2 separate regions of the Mus musculus genome follow, and region 1 is linked to region 2. A link is a contact called in public promoter capture Hi-C data. All regions are on one chromosome and are shown on one strand. Each heading gives the region's core, a stretch centred on a gene start, on an enhancer-like site or on the middle of the called end of the contact. The rest is flanking DNA. Distances are from core to core; before and after follow the strand shown.

Region 1 (5,877 bases), core at 48-2,547, 620 kb after region 2:
CTTCTCTTCTCTTTCCTTTTCTATTTTTTCCTCTTCTTTCCTTTTTCTTTTTTCCTTCCTTCCTTCCTTCCTTCCTTCCTTCCTTCCTTCCTCTCTCTCTCTCTCTCTCTCTCTCTCTCTCTCTCTCTCTCTCTCTCTCCCTCTCTCCTTTTTTATTGTTTTATTTCCATCTGGGGTCATTTACTTGCACCCTTTTTTTCACAACACATTCTTTCAGGCCTCCTTTTGGCAGAGAGCTTCAGCAAATGAGTTCTCCCACTTGTGTTTGTCTCATCCTATCACTTATGTTGCTTCATGGGTCTGTCTGTATATCTGTCTCTCTGTATGTGTCTGTATCTGTGTGTGTGTGTATGTGTCTATGTCTGTGTCTATTTTTAGAGGTGTGCATGTACATGTGTGTATATCTCTGTGGAGGCCAGAGGTAAGGGCCTTTCTCAATTGCTTTCCACCCTGCTTTTTGAGATCGAGACTCTGATTGAATCAGGAGCTCACCACTTTGCCTAGATTGGATGGTCAGTAAGCTCACGTGACGCACCTGTCTCTGTCCCCACAGCACTGGGGCTATAGACACACGCTGCTCCACTCAGCTTCCTCAAGAGCACTAGGTCTCAAACTTAGGCCCTCGTGCTTGTTTGACAAGCGCTTTGCCTAACAAGCCAACTCTCTGTCTTTCTGTATATTCTGAAGTCATCTTCTTCCAGCACTTCAGAGATATTAATCATTCTTTTGAATTTTAGCACTTGGCATTTTGGTTGGAAAGTCAGCCATCAATCTTTGTTTTGAAGGAGAGTGTCTTTGATATGGAAATGTTAAATAGTTGCCACACACACACCCCACGCCCCCAGTTGCTTTTTTCATTTTGAATATACTACACTTCTTGATTCTCTTGTTCCAGGAAATCTGTTTATCATGAAAGGGCCAGTTTTGGTGAACCCCCAAGACTTACAGCCAAGCTGGACAGAGCATGAGCAGTCAGGCAGTTCCTTGATGCCTGCTTCTAAAGTGAGCACCGTCTTGTGAGACTGAACCTTTGGCTGGGTCAGGGAGTTGAAGAATCAGAATCAAACACTCATTCATTTTTCCACAGGAAAATTTTCATTTGGATACTCTGGCCTTCCCTCTACCCAAAATTCACTTCTAACTCTCCCAACCAAACTCTATAGTCAGAAGATGCCAAACCGGGTAAGAGGTTGACAGTGCTGTTTCTTCCTCCGAAGCATTTTTAGGTCAAACTGTAATTGCTTCATAGCTCTATGTGTTCCCCATGGGCTCTTTCTCTCCCCGTGACATTACTCAATCATAGCTATGAATAACATTGAAGATAACAATGTTACACCCAGCTGAGTCCCAACACTGATCATCGCCACAGCGTGCCGGATTTGGAGCTTCAGGCCAATCCTATCCTGCATTTCTTCTACACTCCCTGAAGAAAACACTGAGGCAGGCCTGGTCTCTCATCCCCTGACCTAAATTAAACTGTGGAAGCAACTTTGGAAAGAGTTGGTCATCCCCAATATAGCCAAAAAGTCTTTCCCAGACAAACAGCTCCCTGGCCTGTGCTCTTGTTCAATAGCCAACTCTTGGGAAGAAGTAAGTTAGTGTTTTCATTTAACTATGGAAATGCAGCATTTTCCACAGACATATTAATGACCTCTGATGGTAGATAAAGACTATTAGGGCATTATACATAAACTCAATGTCCAATTATGAAAGACCAGTTCAAGTACAGTGTATACAAGTTGCATTATGCACACATTCAACTTAAATGTATGAAAAGTTTTCCTTGTAATGAATATGAAGAGATATTCAGAGCATTATATAAAATATACCACCAAAAATGTGACAGAGAGAGAGAGGGAGAGGGAGAGGGAGAGGGAGAGGGAGAGGGAGAGGGAGAGGGAGAGGGAGAGGGAGAGGGAGAGGGAGAGGGAGAGGGAGAGGGAGAGAGACCCACCTGGAGACACATGTATCAAAATGTTCACAATTATTATTTTCATTTTTAAGCTCACTATGTTAACATATGCTTACCTTTTTATCATGGGATACTTTTTCTTTTCGTTTTTTTTTTTTTTGAAACCACCACACAAAATGCAAATACCAAGAAGCTGTTGGCTTCAACAGCACATAAATGTGCTCATTAAATTGCTCCCCATCTGAGTGATAGCAAGCAGTCTATTCTCGTCATAATGAGCTATTTCATTTTTGCTCTAGGATGGGCATAATCTTAAATTCATCTTAATCAATTTCTCAAAATTAAGCAGCAGCAAGGCCTACTTCCCTCTGGCTTGTTACAAGTCCTATCAGCAAGTCTCTAATGAGCAATACCGTTTAACACATGCAAAGAGCAGGATGCCAGCAAAATAACAATTGAGTGGCTTGCTGGGGCTCCGAGACCTACACCTACAATAGGGCCTTGTAGAGTCACCCCTGTGTCCAAGTCAGCCAAGAGATCGTACATGACAAGCAGCAGTCTGTGCCCTGCTAGCAAGGTATGAAAGGCAGCTGTATGAAACATTTTCATTTGTATCTTTTTATCCAGGACCACAATGCTACCCCATCTTGCTTTTAGCTAAAGCAAGATGCAGCAAATGAAATTAAAAAAGGAAATGTTCTTGGTGGACTAAGCCTTTCTTGGATGGGTGCAATGGTCGATGTATCCGGTCTTCTACCAAAACAAAGGCTAAAGTTTGTGGAAGGTGCAAAAGGCAAGAAAGACAAAGAGGTGATAGTCTGGTGCGGGTGGCTCACAAATCTGTTAGCAATCAAGCATTTCCACCACCGGCAGTGAGGACCTGGGGGCACAGCTTACATCATCACCACCACCATAGTCAGACGCATCAAGTGTAGCACATAAAAGGTCTCAGCCATGCCAGATCTCCCAGCATGCTTCTCCCAGCGTCTCTGTCTGTCTCTGTCTCTCTCTTGTCCCCACCCCCAGACAACCTGTTCCTCTCCCCACTCCCCCATTAAACCCCTTACAGTAGACCCTTTGCATGGCCTGATTTCTTAGCAGCACAGCCCGCCACAGGTACCCACCCCCACTTTATCCAATCACTTCCTCTTTCTCCTCTCAGTATATTTCTGCATATATGTGAGAGAGTGTGTATATTGTCACACCAAATCACCTGGAATATTTTCTGATTCAGTCAGGAGCCTAAGTGAAACATGAAACAAGAAGGAAGCCACCCTGATCGTCCTTTCCTCTTTGATCTAGGATAGAACTGGGCAGGTCTGATAAAACAGGACAGAAGGAAGAGGGACATGGAAACATCTCTACTTCCTGTCTCTCCATCTCTGTCTCTCTTGTCTCTGTCTCTCTTGTCTTTGTCTCTCTTGTCTCTGTCTCACTTGTCTCTGTCTCTCTTGTCTCTGTCTCTCTTGTCTCTGTTTCTTTTGTCTCTGTCTCTCTTGTCTCTGTCTCTTTTGTCTCTGTCTCTTGTCTCTGTCTCTGTCTCTCTCTCTCTGTCTCTCTGTCTCTGTCTCTGTCTCTGTCTCTGTCTCTCTGAGAGGCGTTACAGTTTCTCTTTACCGCTTGGCAGTAGACAGCCACATGGCCACCCAGGGATCTGTCACACAGCCACTCTACAGAATGCAATTACATCAGGCACTTCACGACTCATAGAGTCTGGTGTTTACGAAATAAATTGCATCTGTGGCCAGAATATTAATGACTGCTATCGCACTTAGCCCCTGATAATTCTCAAGCGAGTCATTCCACAGAAGTTGTCCTTTAAAGACAGGCAATGAAAAGAAGCCTCGTTTCAAAGTTAGATAATTTCTCCTCTGATGTTTTCTAGCAAGTTCTATTTTCTGTCAGAATGTCTACTTTGAAGTTCAATGTCCTTACTAATAAGTATCAGCTACAGGGCACCCCAGAACACATAGAATCCCTATACCTAATCTTCTTAACTGAATTTTTAACGGATATTCTAATACCCTACCTGAATTAGGGTAAAAGAAAGATACTTACTTTTGACCAAAGTGAGGTTGTACATGCCCAGGACAGAGGCAGGAGAGTCATTGCAGGCTCAAGATCATCTTCTGGAGGGAGACCAGCTCTTTTTTTTCCCCTTTAAGTGTAGAATAGAGTTTATTCAGGGCATAGAGAGGGGAGTTGAGAGGGTAGTAGAGACAGAGAAAGGCAGAGAGAGGGTTGGGGGAGAGGTAGAGGCTAGTCATGAGCACGTGGAGTGGGAGAGGGGCAAGAAGGCAGATCAGGAGCAAAAAGGCAAGAGTAAGAGATACACACACACACATTTGTAATATGTATTTATGATATATACATATATATTTGTGATATATATCACAATGTTGTTGTTTTTGTTGTTGTTTTGGTGGTTTTTTGAGACAGGGTTTCTCTGTGTAGCTCTGTGTCCTGGGACTAACTCTGCAGACCAGACTGGCCTCGAACTCAGAAATCTGCCTGCCTCTGCCTCCCAAGTGCTGGGATTAAAGGCATGTGCCACCACTGCCCAGCTATATCACAATATTTTATATATACATACACAATATAGACCAGATTAGGTAGGTAGGTAGGTAGATAGATAGATAGATAGATAGATAGATAGATAGATAGATAGATAGATAGACAGACATATATTTGTCCAATCTCACGGAAAGTCAATTGTGCACAGTCTCTGAGGAAGACGGTTGTGAATCTGTATTTTTATTCCTTTACAGTTGGATGATTTTTGTGCCTACCAACATGTGGCCCTTACTGCTCTAATTTTTCAAAGGAAAAAAGAAATTCCTTAAAGACCAACTGGTGAACAAGTTACAAAACTCACTTCTGGAAGAACTGCCTCGCCACCGTCAGTAGGTTGGTGTCATAAAAATCTCCCTTATTGGAGAGAAGTCTGCCCACAATCTTCCTAGAGAGGTGCTGGAAGGAGAACTTGACCTCATTAACTTTGAAGTCATGGGGACATATTCAAATGAAGTTCCATTTAATGATCTTCTAAATTAAACATAGGATGCTTTACATTCTATATTTAGCCTTGCAAGAAGCATGCCTGCCTAAAGTCCAAGCCACATTAAATCAGTCGAAGCCAAGAAAGCATAGCCTAGACAATAGGACAGGATGTGGAATCCCCAGAGTCCCTCACCATCCTAGATTCCCCATTCCTCTACCCCACCCCCACCCCTGGCGCACTGAGGGGGTCTCCAGGCAACCAGGAAGTCTACCTAAGGAATGCCTAAGGAAAAAAGTGAACCATAGCCAACTATCATGTCAAACAATAGAGCTGGTTTCCCCAAACGGGAGACGAACAGGATGTCCCAAAAGGTGGCTGTCACTCAGAAAGCTTTAACAAACAGACCTCCACTCAGTTGCCTGAATTCAGTTTTATAGTAATAGTCCAGAGAGCTGAAGTCTAAAGATGCTTGTGTAGGCACTGGAGAGATGGTTTCGTGGTTAAAAGATTCAAGTTCAGTTCCTATCTCTTATATCAGGGAGTTCACAACTTCTTATAACTCCAGGTCCAGGGGATCCAACATCCCTTTCTGCTTTATGCGTATCTGCTCTCAAGCACACATCCTTACACATCCATATGCACATCTACACACATCTATGTAGGTATGTATTGCATATGTACATATATGCATATATAATTTAAAAAATACAAATCTTCAAAAAATGCTTATATGAGTCTCAAATGTAGCCATTCATGGGAAATAGCACTTGAGAGCCCGAAGCAGAAGGAACACCATGAATCTGACGCCACCCTGGCCACATAAAAGAATCCTAGGCTAGCCTGGGCTACATAATGACACTTCCTCGAATAAAGCAAAACAAAGGAAAATAGCTTATCACACATCAATGATAATTAATTGAAATATAATTTGAAATGTATATCTTATACTGCTGATTTAGGGTAT
Region 2 (5,663 bases), core at 2,748-5,247:
GTCCCCACTATACAGATGAGATGGCTGTCGTTCAGGTTTAGCAACTGACTGACCAGAACACTTCATCTCTGAAGTCCCTGTTTCCCTCAGCCATAGAAGATTCTCTCCCCCTCCCCATGGGCACAGACATCATAATGGGCACCCAGATTGAGCCAAACAAGACAGAAGGGAGCAGGGACAGCCTTCCATTGGACTTCTTCCCTTAATTCCTCTACTATGTCCCCGACATCCCAAAGACGATCCTATCTCTATAAAATGTATATATAGGATCAGGTTGGTTAAGGACAGGAAGTTGGTTTCCTGGTAAATATTATTGTGAAAGGCATTCATTTACATATTTTGCTAATCATCTTCCTGCAGGAGGCCTGTCTCTTCCTCAAACAGAGGCTTCTGCGCAGGCTCATGAGAGTTCAGCTAAGATGACAACAAACTAAGCCTCCAGGTCTGACACCGCTGTTGGGGGGAGGGGGGGCGGGCAGCCATGGGAGCTTTCTCTTAGCCAGTCTGAGGGACCTGAAAGGAGGAAGGACTGGCTTGGGTCTCACATTTTCCTGAGGATTTGCTTGGGTGGTTCGCTGACTCATTCAACATTCACGGAGCTTATTACTGCGTAATTAACTTCGTTAGACGACTGAGGGGGAATCACTGGAAATGGCTTTCATCCTTAATTGCACATAATTCTCGGTATTCCTGAAACTCCTTTGGGTGGGGGTGGGGTTAAGGAAAAAAATGAGAGAGCTGTCCCTGGCAACAATAGTGAATGCTAGAGGCAAAATGTACGTTTGCTGAGAAATCTAGAGACTATATGGAGTGACTGGCCCATCCCAGTTAGGTTTGTTCGTGCTATTTCTGGCAATAGAATCGCTTGACAATGTACCTCATCTTTTGTGAACACACAGCTGTTTATACATAACATTCAATGGTTACTCATAAATGTTAAATTGATCATAGTGTGAAAACTTAAAACCTCAGAGCCCATACGTGTCTACCAACAGCTATCACTGAGTTGTTTGTAGTTAGGTATCCACCTGTCCCAGCATAGTGTCTAGTTGATGGGGAAGGCTTTGTTTGGAAAAAGAAAGAAAGACTAGTCAGCAAAAGCAATTTAAGGGAAGCTTGTGTCTCTTTTGTTTCTCACAGAGGGTAGGAAGTCATGGCAACAAGGGCATGAAATGACTGGTCACAATAAACAGTGGGTACACCGTTATGAAGCCCAGAGTTGAATGCCTGTGCTCAGCCTGCTCTTTTCCCTTGATCTCCATTCCAGTGTGCCCTGCCCATGGTACGTGTCTTAGTTAGGGTGTAACTGCTGTGAACAGACACCATGACCAATGCAAGTCTTATAAAAGACAACATTTAATTGGGGATGGCTTACAGATTCAGAGGTTCAGTCCCATTATCAAGGCAGGAGCATGGCAGCATTTAGGCAGGTATGGTGCAGGAGATGCCGAGAGTTCTACATCTGTATCTGAAGGCTGCTAGTGGAAGACTAACTTATAGGCAGCTAGGGTGAGGGTCTTAAGCCTACACCCACAGTGATATACCTACTCCAACAAGGCCACACTTCCTAATATTTCCACTCCCTAGGCCAAGCATATACAAACTATCACATTATGGTATTTCTCACGTTAAGTATGATTCTTTCCACCTTAGTTTAACCTCTCTAGAGACTCCCTCATAGCCATGCCCAGAAGTGTGTTTTCTAGGTTGCTCTAAGTGCAGTCAAATTGATAACAGAAGAGTCACTATCTATGGGGTCTGAGCTAGGATAGACAACTGGAACCTTCAGAATAAGGCAGCTAATGTGCACTGCACCAAAGATGGACACAGTGTAGTAACATACTCCAGAAACTGTTAGGTAAATGCAAGTTCTTCTTTAACACTTAAGAAAACAATTGTGTTCAGTGGAACTTGGGTTGATCTGAACGATCTGATATCCACTGTGAGTGAGGGACTTAGAGGGGCCATCTGGACATTTTTGAAGTACAGATTTTCAGAAGAGAGTCTCTCAAGCCAGAAGCCATACCCTATCTGTTTCCATCTGACCACATCAGTTCTACAGGTTGCTCTGCAGATGCAGTGTCACCTTGCAAGATTCACTTCCCTCACCCCTAAACTACTCTAATAGGCTTTTAAGATTGTTTAGGGATCCTGGTGGGAGAGTAAACAAACTTCAAGCAATCCGTACCAGAGCTGGAGAGATGGCTGAGTCAATGGATTGCTTGCAATGTGAGCTTGGGGACCTGAGGTTCAGTCTCTAGAATACACATGAACAAGCCAGGGATGGTAGCAGTGTGCGTATTCCCAGCACTGGGGAGGCAGAGACATGTGGATTGCTGAGACTCTGTAGCCATCCTGGGACACTGGTCAGGTCCCGGGTCAGTAAGAGACGTAGTCTCAAAAGTAGTGGACAGCGTCTAAAAGAATGGTTCTCAACTTTCCTAATGCCCCACCCTTTTAATACAATGTCTCATGTTGTGGTAACCTCCAACCATAAAATTATTTTATTGCTCCTTCATGACTGTAAATTTGCTACTGTTATGAATTGCAATGTAAATATCTGATACGCAGGTTATCTGAAACATGACCCTCCCCCAAAGGGGCCATGACCCACACATTCAGAAACAGTCTTCTAAGGAATGAAACGCATTCCTTAACTTGCACACCCTCTCCCACCCAACTGCACCCAGACTCGTACACAAAATCAACAGTAGATGTTGTAAAATCCACTCATTGATATATTTTGAAAACGGGAGAATCAAAATAGACTAGGTTAAATTCATAAACACAAAAAGATATTTAGATATCAGAAAGTGGGCTGGAGAGATGGCTCAGTGGTTAAGAGCACTGACTGTTCTTCCAGAGGTCCCGAGTTCAATTCCCAGCAACCCCATGGTGGCTCACAACCATGTATAGCGATATCTGATGCTCTCTTCTGGTGTGTCTGAAGAGAGCAACAGCGTACTCCCATGAAATAAATAGATAAATCTTAAAAGAGAAAGAAAGGAAGAAAGGAAGAGAAAGAAGGAAGGAAGGAAGGAAGGAAGGAAGGAAGGAAGGAAGGAAGGAAGGAAGGAAAGAAGGAAGGAAGGAAGGAAGGGCAGATAGAAGAGAAGGAAGGAAAGGCAGAGAGAGAGAAAAGAGAAAGAAAGAAAGAGAGAAAAAGAAAGAAAGAAAGAAAGAAAGAAAGAAAGAAAGAGAAAAGAAAGGAAGGAAGAAAGAAAGAAGGAAGGAAAGGCAGACAGAAGAGAAGGAAGGAAAGGCAGAGAGAGAGAGAGAGAGAAAAGGAAAAAAAGAAAGAAAATAAAGGAAGGAAGAAAGAAAGAAGGAAGGAAAGGCAGACAGAAGAGAAGGAAGGAAAGGCAGAGAGAGAGAGAGAAAAGGAAAGAAAAAAGAAAAAGAAAGAAAGAAAGAAAGAAAGGAAGGAAGGAAGGAAGAAGAAAGAAAGAAAGAAGGAAAGAAAGAAAGAGAAAGAAAGAAGAAAGAAAGGCAGGCAAGCAAACAGGCTAGAAAGGTGGCTCAGCAGTTAAGACCACACATTGCTCTCACAGAGGGCCTGGGTTGAGTTTCCAGAATTTACAAGTAGTCACCCACCTGTAACTATAGCTCCAGCAGGCCTGATATTCCTTATTGCCCTCCTTAAACACCCCTGACACCCCCCACACACATACACATGACATTACACACACAGACACACACACACAGAAATAAAACTAAAACAGTTTTTAAAAGCCAGCTCCCTGCAGAAAAGGAGTGTGCAGAAGAGAAGGGGCTATGTTCTCACAGTGGAGGAGATTTGTTGTTGCTTGCTGATAGTTTAGAACAGCTACCATGGGGACTTAAGGCATCCCCGCCTAGCGGCTTGCTTGACTTCAATGTAAATATATTTTGTTAGACTCTATCCCACCTGTGTCTGTCAGTTTCTCTTGCCTCCTCCCCATGACATTCTGGCTCAGGTTTCTGCCTAACACTCGGAGCCAGTTACTAATAACAGCCCAGTGAGCTTTTCGTCCATGGAGAGCAGATGGTGTTTTTGAAAGGAAGGGCGGCCATTCCCAGGACTTTGGACTTGGCTCCGTTGCACCCCTGAACAGTAAGTGTTGCTTGCGTTTATATTTTTAAGTAGTGTTGACACAGGGAGAGGCGAACGAAACTCTTGTTGCCTCTCATTAGAAATAATGAAGGCTAAAAGTTGCTGACTCCCCAAGCTGGTTTCCACTGCCTGCATTTCAACATCCCTCCAAGTTTTACGAGGCTGATGATAAGGGAGATTAGTGAGTCAGAATCCTACTCCTTTCTTTTTGGTTTTGGCTCACGGCAAGCGGAGCAGGTGATTAATAACGCTGGATATAAATTGCTCGGCTGAGCCCTGGGCTTGCAGCTTGACCCATCTCCCTGTGTTTCCTTCTCCAGATAGAATCCCAGTGTTTTCAAAGGGAGTTTTTACTTACAGGAATCAAAGTGGGAGAGCGGGGGGAGGCATGGTGCCCTGTTGTTATCCCCTGTTCTGGGTTTGGGGCAGAGGGACCCATCGCATTGCTTACTAGCTTTGTAACCAACGGCCCTGTCTCTGCAGCCTCTTTGACATGGTCACTTCTCAGAGGCCTGAGAAGTAGGTCACTGTGTTTTCTGTCTGGCAAGGGAGGACCCTGGAATTCAGAGAGCCAGATGCCTTGCCCAGTCATCCTGGGCAAAACTGACACTTGATATCCCAGTCCCTCTTCAAGGCCATATATTAGCATAGCTCTCTGCTTTGGCTGTGTGAGTCTCATTCCTGGGCATGTGTACATGTCTAGATACAAACTATTTTTGCTGTTGTTTAGAAACTTTTTTTGTTTGGTTGGTTTTGCGAGACAGGGTTTCCCTGTGCAGCCCTGGCTGTCCTGGAACTCGGTCTGTAGACCAGGCTGGCCTCAAATTCAGAGATCCACCTGCCTCTGCTTCCTGAGTGCTAGGAGCGACTACATCTGTGTGCCATCACTGCCCAGCATCGGTGTAATCTTGACAGAGGCATTAAAGTGAATCCCAGAGACACAGAAGTGGACTGGGTAAGAGTGGTTGTAAGACTGTACACAGGGCCTCAGCCTCTCTGAACCTCAGCTTCCTCACTGGTGAAATGAATTATTATCTATCTTGCACCGGTTTGGGTATTTGACAATAGTGTAACATAAGTGGCTGTGAGTACTGACAGAAATTTAAATGTCATCTATAAAAATCCTTCATTCAATGGACTTAATCTTGAGAATAATCTGCCATTTCAAGTTCAGTTGCAGAGCCTACAAACACTATGCTCGATAGGAAATATTAGTCTGAGAAACAAGCTCCTATAAAACTGTGCCACATTTAAAGTCTTTAACGTCTTCGTTTTCAGAATGGTGCATGCCACCGCTGTGGGAGAACGGGAAGGTGCTATCTCGCTCACCACCCAAGACTTGAGGAGGGCTATAGCTAGGATCTGTGATGATGGGGCAGTCCCACCCCCGACCCCCCCCCCAGTCTGGTATACCCAGCATGCCCCTTTCTCCCTTTCTTGTGCCCTTCTGTGGCTCTCTTTGCTTACACAGACTGGAAAGGAAGGTTGTCAGAGAACACTTGCTTTCCACAGTGTGACTCTGGGCCTCCAGGATGGGATGTGTGGTTTCCTCTATAAGCCTACACTGTGC

The links. Promoter capture Hi-C pulls out the DNA fragments that hold promoters and counts their contacts.
Region 1: a promoter capture Hi-C map of hippocampal neurons shows a contact between it and region 2, with 3 times the contacts expected there. The contact joins the enhancer-like site here to the promoter of Mrln in region 2. A contact is called at or near these places in 2 of 39 promoter capture datasets (the 3T3-L1 cell line and hippocampal neurons), 3 of 484 Hi-C or Micro-C datasets (all in embryonic stem cells) and 1 of 9 other capture datasets (pancreatic islet).

Annotation. Positions count from the first base shown.
Region 1 is chr10:70,823,279-70,829,155 of GRCm38.p6, forward strand. No RefSeq gene overlaps it. Among named protein-coding and RNA genes, the nearest start is that of Gm40689, 4.6 kb to the right of the region's middle. Within about 2 kb of position 1,298, at least 20 of the 459 cell types and tissues checked have an H3K27ac peak or open chromatin away from gene starts, as enhancers often do.
Region 2 is chr10:70,200,667-70,206,329 of GRCm38.p6, forward strand. Mrln (myoregulin) reads left to right here and starts at 3,998. Exons shown (of 3, transcript NM_001304739.1): 1 at 3,998-4,093.